Regions from separate parts of the Mus musculus genome. Here region 1 is linked to region 2. A link is a contact called in public HiChIP or PLAC-seq data. All regions are on one chromosome and are shown on one strand. Each heading gives the region's core, a stretch centred on a gene start, on an enhancer-like site or on the middle of the called end of the contact. The rest is flanking DNA. Distances are from core to core; before and after follow the strand shown.

Region 1 (3,774 bases), core at 83-2,582, 75 kb before region 2:
TCTGGAAACACGCCCACACCATTAAAACAAAAGTTCAACGCAGTCAAACCTCCCATTAGCTCTCTCTGAACACCGGTTGAGCAGTAATTTTTAACACCAGACTATGACTTCAGGCAGGTACTAGGTATTGCTATGAAAACCGAGCCTAAGAAGCGAATGAATGAATAAATGAATAAATGAATGAATGAATGAATGAATGAATATGGGACGTGGCTCAGTGGGTGGAGTGCTTACAGGACAAACACGAGAACCTGAGTTTGGATCCCAAAGAACCACATAACAACCTGGTTGTGGTGGCCTTTGCCTGTAATTCCAGTGCTGGGACAGTAGGGGGCAGACAGCAGGGACGGGCCATACATGCACACAGCATATACACACAAGCAAAGTTTTAAAAGTGCAATAAAGATATGAATGACTATATCAGGGTGAGTTTGTCATTCTGGATGACTCACCTGCCTAGAACCACCTTAGAGTACATGCTAAGCCAGACATAAACTGAGGCACAGGGAAATAAGCGTCAAGCATGTACCAAGTTCCTCATGAGTTTACGGCAAGACAAAAGCTAGGCAATTTGGGTGGTGAGTCTTCAAAAGTGGTTGTTTGTTCCTGACAGTGGTGAGAGGTTTGTTGAGGAAGACCCAATTCCCAATTTTGCTGCCGTCTTCTCGGCTCCCTTAGAAAAACATAATAATGTCGTTTTGTGATGACCCTGGGGCTAGACCACGGGGCAGGAGCCTTCTGGGTAGAGCAGAACATATTGGGGCTTTTTCTGTCTGTGACAAATGAGTGCTTTCACTGATACTGGCACACACTTTGCCTTTTTTTTCTCTCTTAAGGTAGAATAAGTGAATTAGGAGAAAGAATATTACGTCTCAGACAGAGGGAAGACCCTGGGTATGGGGGCACATGGTTGTGGTCCCCCACACCAGAAGAGAAGGCAGGTTGATGACTCAAGGCCATCCACAACTACACAGTGACTTTGTCCTAGGCTGTATGAGACCTGTCTCTGCAAGAAAAAAAAATACAAAAAGAACTGAGATTTTGAAGGTAGAAAGCAATGGAAGTTAAAACCTGAGGAGAGTGATGTATTATACGGCGATACTGTAAGTCAAAGCACACGTAGTTGGTGTTCAGTAGTGTTTGTGGATAAACACAAAATAAATAAGGGATATTTGTATCCATAAGCGTTGTCTGAGTTAAGCGCACTTTGGACAGCTTGACATGAACTCAAACCTCAGAGTGTTTTGCTTCCAAACAACAGGCACACAGTTGCAGACAGACTTTTGCAGAAGTTGAGGTTGCTTCCATGATGCAATCCACGAGGCCTCTTGTGACCAAGCCACGTGCTTAGAAGCTCGCAGATGATGTTCAGACACACTGCTGACATACAAGTAGGTTACCACAGCAGAGGCCAGGCAACAGTAAATAGGATCCAGCCTTTCCCTTCTAAAGTCCCCCACACCTTCAACTAAAGACTGAGTGGCATGGTCAGAGTTTTACTGCTGTTCTACAGACACCATGACCAAGGCAACTCTGATAAGGACATTCAATTGGGGCTGGTTTACAGGCTCAGAGTTTCAGTCCATGATCATCAAGGCGGGAACATGGCAGCATCCAGGCAGGTATGGTACAGGAACTGCTGAGAGTTCTACATCTTCATCTGAAGGCTGCTAGCAGAATACTGACTTCCAGGTAGCTAGGATGAGTCTTGAAGGCCACGCTTTAAGTGACACACCTACTCCAACAAGGCCACACCAACTCCAGCAGGGCCACACCTTCTAATAGTGCCATTCCCTGGGCCGAGCATATACAAACCATTATACTGAGCCCAGGCTACTTCTCCATTGCCGTGAATAAACACCTGAGGGAAGCACCTAGGGTGTGTGTGTGTGTGGGGGGGGGCTGGTATTGTGGCTCACAGTTTGAAGGATCTAATCCCTTATGGGAGGCCCCTGCTGCAGAAGCGTGAGGTGGCCGGTCACACTGCGTCCTCTGTCAGGAAGCAGAGGGATGAGTGCTCATGCTCAGCTCTCTTCCTTTTATGTTTAGTCTAGAACCTAGCATATGGGATGGTGCCGCCCACAGGTGCCGCCCACAGTTAAGGTGAACCTGCCCACTTCAGTTTATTTAACTAGAGACTTCTCTCGGATGAGCCAGGTTTGCTAGGATAGTGATTCTAAGTCCAGTCGAGATTAATCTTGTACCAGGCTTGGCGATGCACACATGTCATCCCCGACCTAAGGAGGCAGTGACAGGAGGGTCGTCTTGAGTTCAAAACCAGCCGTTCCAGGCAAGCCAGGGCTGCATAGTGGGACCCTGTCTCAAAAACAACAACAAAAGTAACACTAAGCAGGTTTTTTACATAAAAGGTTTTAAATTATAGTCTGAGCTGGGTATGGTGACACACACTTATAGTTCCGGTACCGAAGAGGCTGAGGCAGGAGGCTCCCTGTGAGTTTGAGGACATGCTCAGCTACATAGTAAGCTTGAGACCAGCCTGACCGCAGAATGAGAGTCTGACTCAAAGCAAAGTAAACACAATAGAAAATAGCACATGAATGCAGAAAGTATGGATGGGCAGATGGCAGCAAACCAGAAGTGCCAGCAGAGCTGTACAAAGTGGAAGATGCGCATTCAAAGCTATGCTATCAATTCAGCAAAGTGCACAGGTTATTTCAGGGGGCAGAAGAGATGGCTCAGCAGTAGGAACACTTGCTGTTCTTTGAGAGAAGTGAGTTCAGACCCCAGCACCCATGCCTAGAGCCTCTTAGCCACCTGTAACCTCAGCTCCAGTGAACCCTCAGCTCCAGCTCATTGTCCCTGTGGACACTGGCAGGCACAGGCACAGGCTTACGTGGAGGGAAGAGCCTATGGGTGACTTTAATAACAGCAACAACAACAACAATGATCTTTAATTTGGCAAAACAGAGTCAAGGAAGGTGCCTTTGCTGACCCAATGAGACTCAGATGTGGGATGAAAAAGAGGTGATGACACCAGTGTTCAGTCTGAATCAATAAAGGTGCCTGCCTCAGTGGCTTCCTTTGTAAGCTGTAGTCAGGTGAGCCCTTCCACATGGAGAAGCTTGCTTCTAGGAAGACCATGAAGTCTTGACAATGGGAAAATCCCAGAAGACAGTGGTCTGAACAGGACTGGAGATGTAGCTCGGTTGGTCAGGGGCTTGTCTGGTGTGACAAAACCCTGCCTCCCATTTCCACAGTCACCTACAACTGGGTGTGGTGGAGGCAGGAAAAGGGTAAGCAATTCAAGATCAACTCCAGAAACTTCGGAAATTCAAGGATAGCCTGGGCTACCTTTAAAAAAAAAGTAGAAGAGAAGGAAGGAAGAAAGGGAGAGAGGGAGGGAGGAAGGAAAAAGCAAGCCAGCATCCTGGCAGCCTGACTATAAACCTCAGAGTAGGAGTCTATTTCTCTGAAACTTCCTGTTCTGAGCACCATAGCCATGCAACCTTCATCCTTCACGGGTCAGAGCTCTTGGAGCTCTTCCTCACTCGTCCATCCTTGAGTTAGCATCTGAAAAACTTCAAGATAAGCCTTACGAAGAACAGCACACAGTCTGACCCTTTCTGCAGCTACTTTTTTAGCCCAGGGTTCGTTACTAGAAAATTCCTGAAGAAGAGGTTGGCAGGAGAAGTGAGCAAGTAGGGGTGCCTGCCTCAAGCCTGAGAGCCTGAGTCAGATCCAAGGGACCCACATAGTAGAAAAGAACCAGCTCCCTTAGCTTGTTCTCTGACCTCCATAAACACACACACACAC
Region 2 (3,509 bases), core at 899-3,398:
ATTTGAACTCATGACCTCTGGAAGAGCAGTCAGTGCTCTTAACAGCTGAGCCATCTCACCAGCTCGTTGTTATGGTTTTAGATATTTTATTTGGGGGCTGGAGAGGTGGCTCCGTGGTTAAGTGCTACATCCACTCCAGTAGTGACTCGCTTGGCAGGCCTAAAAGCCTGCAAGCAGTCACAAGGCAAAGAGTTTTGAGGAAACTTAGCCTCCTGGAACCTTGGCATTCCCATAGCTAGAATGCCCCAGATTCGTCCCTGCAATATTGTGGAGGGTCTTGCATGCTTTCTTACAGTATTCTACTGGATAAGAGTTAGAAGTCTCAGGGCAGGCTTATGTATACCTAGAATCTTCATTACATTCAGGTATTGCAAACTACATTTCATATTAGAAGAAAGTTGGTGAATTCTTCTGATAAATGGAGATTCCCTACAGATACCTAAAGGAACAGCCAAGTTACTCTCATATGCAAGTATTTACCAAGGCCTAGGAAATAGGGGGGTTGTGGTATTGCATTATTCATGAGAAGGTCTGCTAGAGCAGAAGCCCCTGGTGCTAGCTTTCACAAGGTTCAAAGGAGTAGCATAAATTGTGACTAGGGTGTGAAATCCTTACCTGACATTAGCTGACTCTAGGCAGGGCTGTTTTATCTTTACTGTAAACATTACCTGGTTCCTGTCAGTCCTTTGTAGGCATTCCTCTGTTTTGTGTCAGATACTTTAATGTACCTTGCCTGCTGTGACACCTTACTCCTTTGTTTCCTGTATTATAGATTGGTGTTTGCTTTGTGAAAAATTACATCCAGATACAACACTCCCTTGTGTCTGTGTCCATTTGGCACCCTTTTCTCACCAACTCCATGCCCACCTGCTGGAACCCCTAATTTCTGCGGATTGAGAGAGGCCGACTGAGCCCGGTCTGTGGCAGTTAAGAGTACTTGGTGTTCTTGCAGAGGAATCAGGTTTGATTCCCAGGGCCCACATGTTGGCTTACAGCCAGTCATAGTTTCAGTTTTAGGGGATCAAGACTTTCTTCTGACCATCTCAGGCACCATGTACACATGTGTGCATGATACACAGACATATACATAGGCAGAACACTTATGCACATAAGATAAATATAAATTTAAAAATTATTCTTTTACAATATCATACATGTATGTAACTCACTATGCAGACCATGCTGGTCTGGAATTCAGAGATCCACCTGTCTGTGCCTGCCCGTGCTGAGATTAAAGGTATACACCAGGCCAGCCTCTTTGTCCTCTTATCTCCCTCCCATGCCTGCTGTGCTTGGTTTTATGGGTATTCTTTAAATATATTTATTTTTTACTTTATGTGTATGAGTGTTTGCCTGAATGTATGTCTATGTACCACATGCATGCAGGTGCCTGCAGAGGCCAGACGAAGGCATTGGATCCACAGAGGCTAGACTTACAGATGGTTGTGAGCCACCGTATGGATGCTGAGAAACCAGACAGTGCACTTAACCACTGAGCTATCTCTCCAGTCCCTGGTTTTCAGGGGTTGTTGTTGTTGATGGTGGTGGTAGTGGTGGTGGTTGGTTGTTTGGGTTTTGGGGGCGGGGCAGGGTCTCATTATGTGGCTGGGCAGGCCTGGAACTAAGTATGATCCTCCTGCCTCAGCCTCTGGAGTGTTGAGATTATATAACACCAAGCTATTTAGATATGACAAATATTTAGATCTGCGATTGTCTGTTAAACTGAAAAGTAAGATGTCTTTGCTTCTTTGCAATAGTCTCAGGGCCTCCATCACCTGTGGAACACGAGTTTCGCAGCTGTCCACCCGCGGTAATTACTGAGTGATGACATCACCAAGGATTTTGCATTCCTAAGGTTGCAAGTATTTTTGCAGACTGTGCTTTGCAGTAAACCTGCCTCAGGGCCTTACTGTAACACTCTTCACAAATGATCACCCTGAGGCCTGGGCAGGTCAGAGGCCACGACTCACAAACAGGGCTCTGGCTCACAGCTCTATACCTGTTCGAGGCCGGAGGGTGTGGGGGACAGGAGTTCACAAAGCCAACCCAGGAGGCTTGGGACTGGGGCACCCAAGCCACACACCCTCTGGGCTCTGGCTGGGTTAGGTTTGTCCGCCGGTAGCCACCAGGGGCCGCTGCGATGCCAGAGACTCTCGGGTGCGGTCTACGCTTGATCTCCGACCCAGCCTCACCTCTAGGACCGGGGAGCTTGTAGACGGGGCGAGAGCTTGGAAACCGCTGTTCCATTCCCCGCGGACGCGCCCTCTAGGCCCGTGCTGGTGCAGACCTCAGCCGCAGCGCAAGCCCCGGTCCAGGCAGACTTCTCGACACTCGGGGAGTCGGGGTACTGCGCCTCGAAGTAGGGGTGCTGCGCCCGGGGCAGAGCTCCTTCCTCTTTCCCAGTCGCAGCCTCCATGTGTGGGCTCGCTCGAATCTCTGTGGGTTTTAAATGTTACACAATTCCACAGAAGAAGAAACTCTGCCACAAGGCCCGGCACATCTACCTTCAAATAGGATGCATTAGAAGAAATGGGCTAAAGATTATTTTTAGAGAACTTGAGCATGCATGAAGCCCCGGGTTTCACCCCCTCTATATCCAAACAAACAAGCAAATAAGAGTAAAGCTTTGAGCCTGCTGCCTTTTCTCCCAAAGTCCTTTTCCATCCTGGCGCTCGGTCTTTAGAGTGCAGTGTTGGCCCATAAGCCTTTCTTGTCTCCTGCTTTCATCTTGCAGTGATGTGCAAGGGCACTCTCCCTGCTTCCCTGCTGAAGGCAGTTCTGGAAAGAGCACTGCAACACCCCTCCCCGTGTAGGGGGGAGGAGAACACAGACAGATTCGGGGTGAGGGTTAAAACATCAGGTTTTGTTCCCGCTTAGCACAGGAGATACTGCGCTCCTGTAAACGCAGTTTGCACAGAACAGAACTCAGTTTATGATAGTGTGGGACTCTCATCTCTGCTGTGTAGGGGGTCCCACAGGGAAAGCGAAGATGCACATGGTTGCGTGGGAGAACGTGTGTGTGCGCTTGTGTGTGTATGCTTGTATGTGTTTGCTTGTGTGAGTGTGCTTGTGTGTGCTATGTGATTGCAGATGTGCATGCATGCATGGGTGTGCATGGGTGTGTGCCTGTGTCTGTGTGCTATGTGATTACGGATTCACATGGGTGTATGAGTGAGCACGTGTATGTGCATGTGTATATGTGTGTGCTATTTGATTGCAGATGCACGTGGGTGTGTTATGTGCCTGTGTGTGTGTTAAGTGACTGAAGATGCACGTGGGTGTGTGGGTGGGCATGTGGATGTGCGTGGGGGTGTGCACTAGTGTGTGTGCTATGTGACTGCAGATGCACTTGGGTATGGATGCATGCAGAAGCCAGAGATCAACTTTGGTTGTCATCTTCAGATACCGTCCAGCCTTTTTTGTTTTTTGTTTTTTTAAGACAGAATCTCCAGCTGGATCCCAAGAGACTGTACTGGTTGGTCAGCTAGCTCTGGGGCCCACCTCTTCCA

Evidence for each region. HiChIP or PLAC-seq counts read pairs in DNA pulled down with a chosen protein or histone mark.
Region 1: an H3K27ac HiChIP or PLAC-seq map of the HPC-7 cell line shows a contact between it and region 2, with 6 times the contacts expected there. The contact joins two enhancer-like sites. A contact is called at or near these places in 1 of 15 datasets of contacts at CTCF or cohesin (CD8 T cells), 3 of 484 Hi-C or Micro-C datasets (embryonic stem cells, erythroblasts and nephron progenitors), 2 of 115 datasets of contacts at active chromatin or transcription factors (CD8 T cells and the HPC-7 cell line) and 3 of 9 other capture datasets (adipose tissue, liver and pancreatic islet).

What each region holds. Positions count from the first base shown.
Region 1 is chr1:191,198,954-191,202,727 of GRCm38.p6, reverse strand. No RefSeq gene overlaps it. Among named protein-coding and RNA genes, the nearest start is that of Atf3, 18 kb to the right of the region's middle. Within about 2 kb of position 1,332, at least 61 of the 459 cell types and tissues checked have an H3K27ac peak or open chromatin away from gene starts, as enhancers often do. A contact at or near this core is called in the HPC-7 cell line, adipose tissue and erythroblasts, where this site is marked.
Region 2 is chr1:191,124,765-191,128,273 of GRCm38.p6, reverse strand. Gm46178 (a long non-coding RNA gene) reads right to left here. Exons shown (of 3, transcript XR_001779634.1): 2 at 3,502-3,509; 3 at 2,946-2,955. Among named protein-coding and RNA genes, the nearest start is that of Gm46178, 5.6 kb to the right of the region's middle. Within about 2 kb of position 2,148, at least 89 of the 459 cell types and tissues checked have an H3K27ac peak or open chromatin away from gene starts, as enhancers often do. A contact at or near this core is called in the HPC-7 cell line, adipose tissue and erythroblasts, where this site is marked.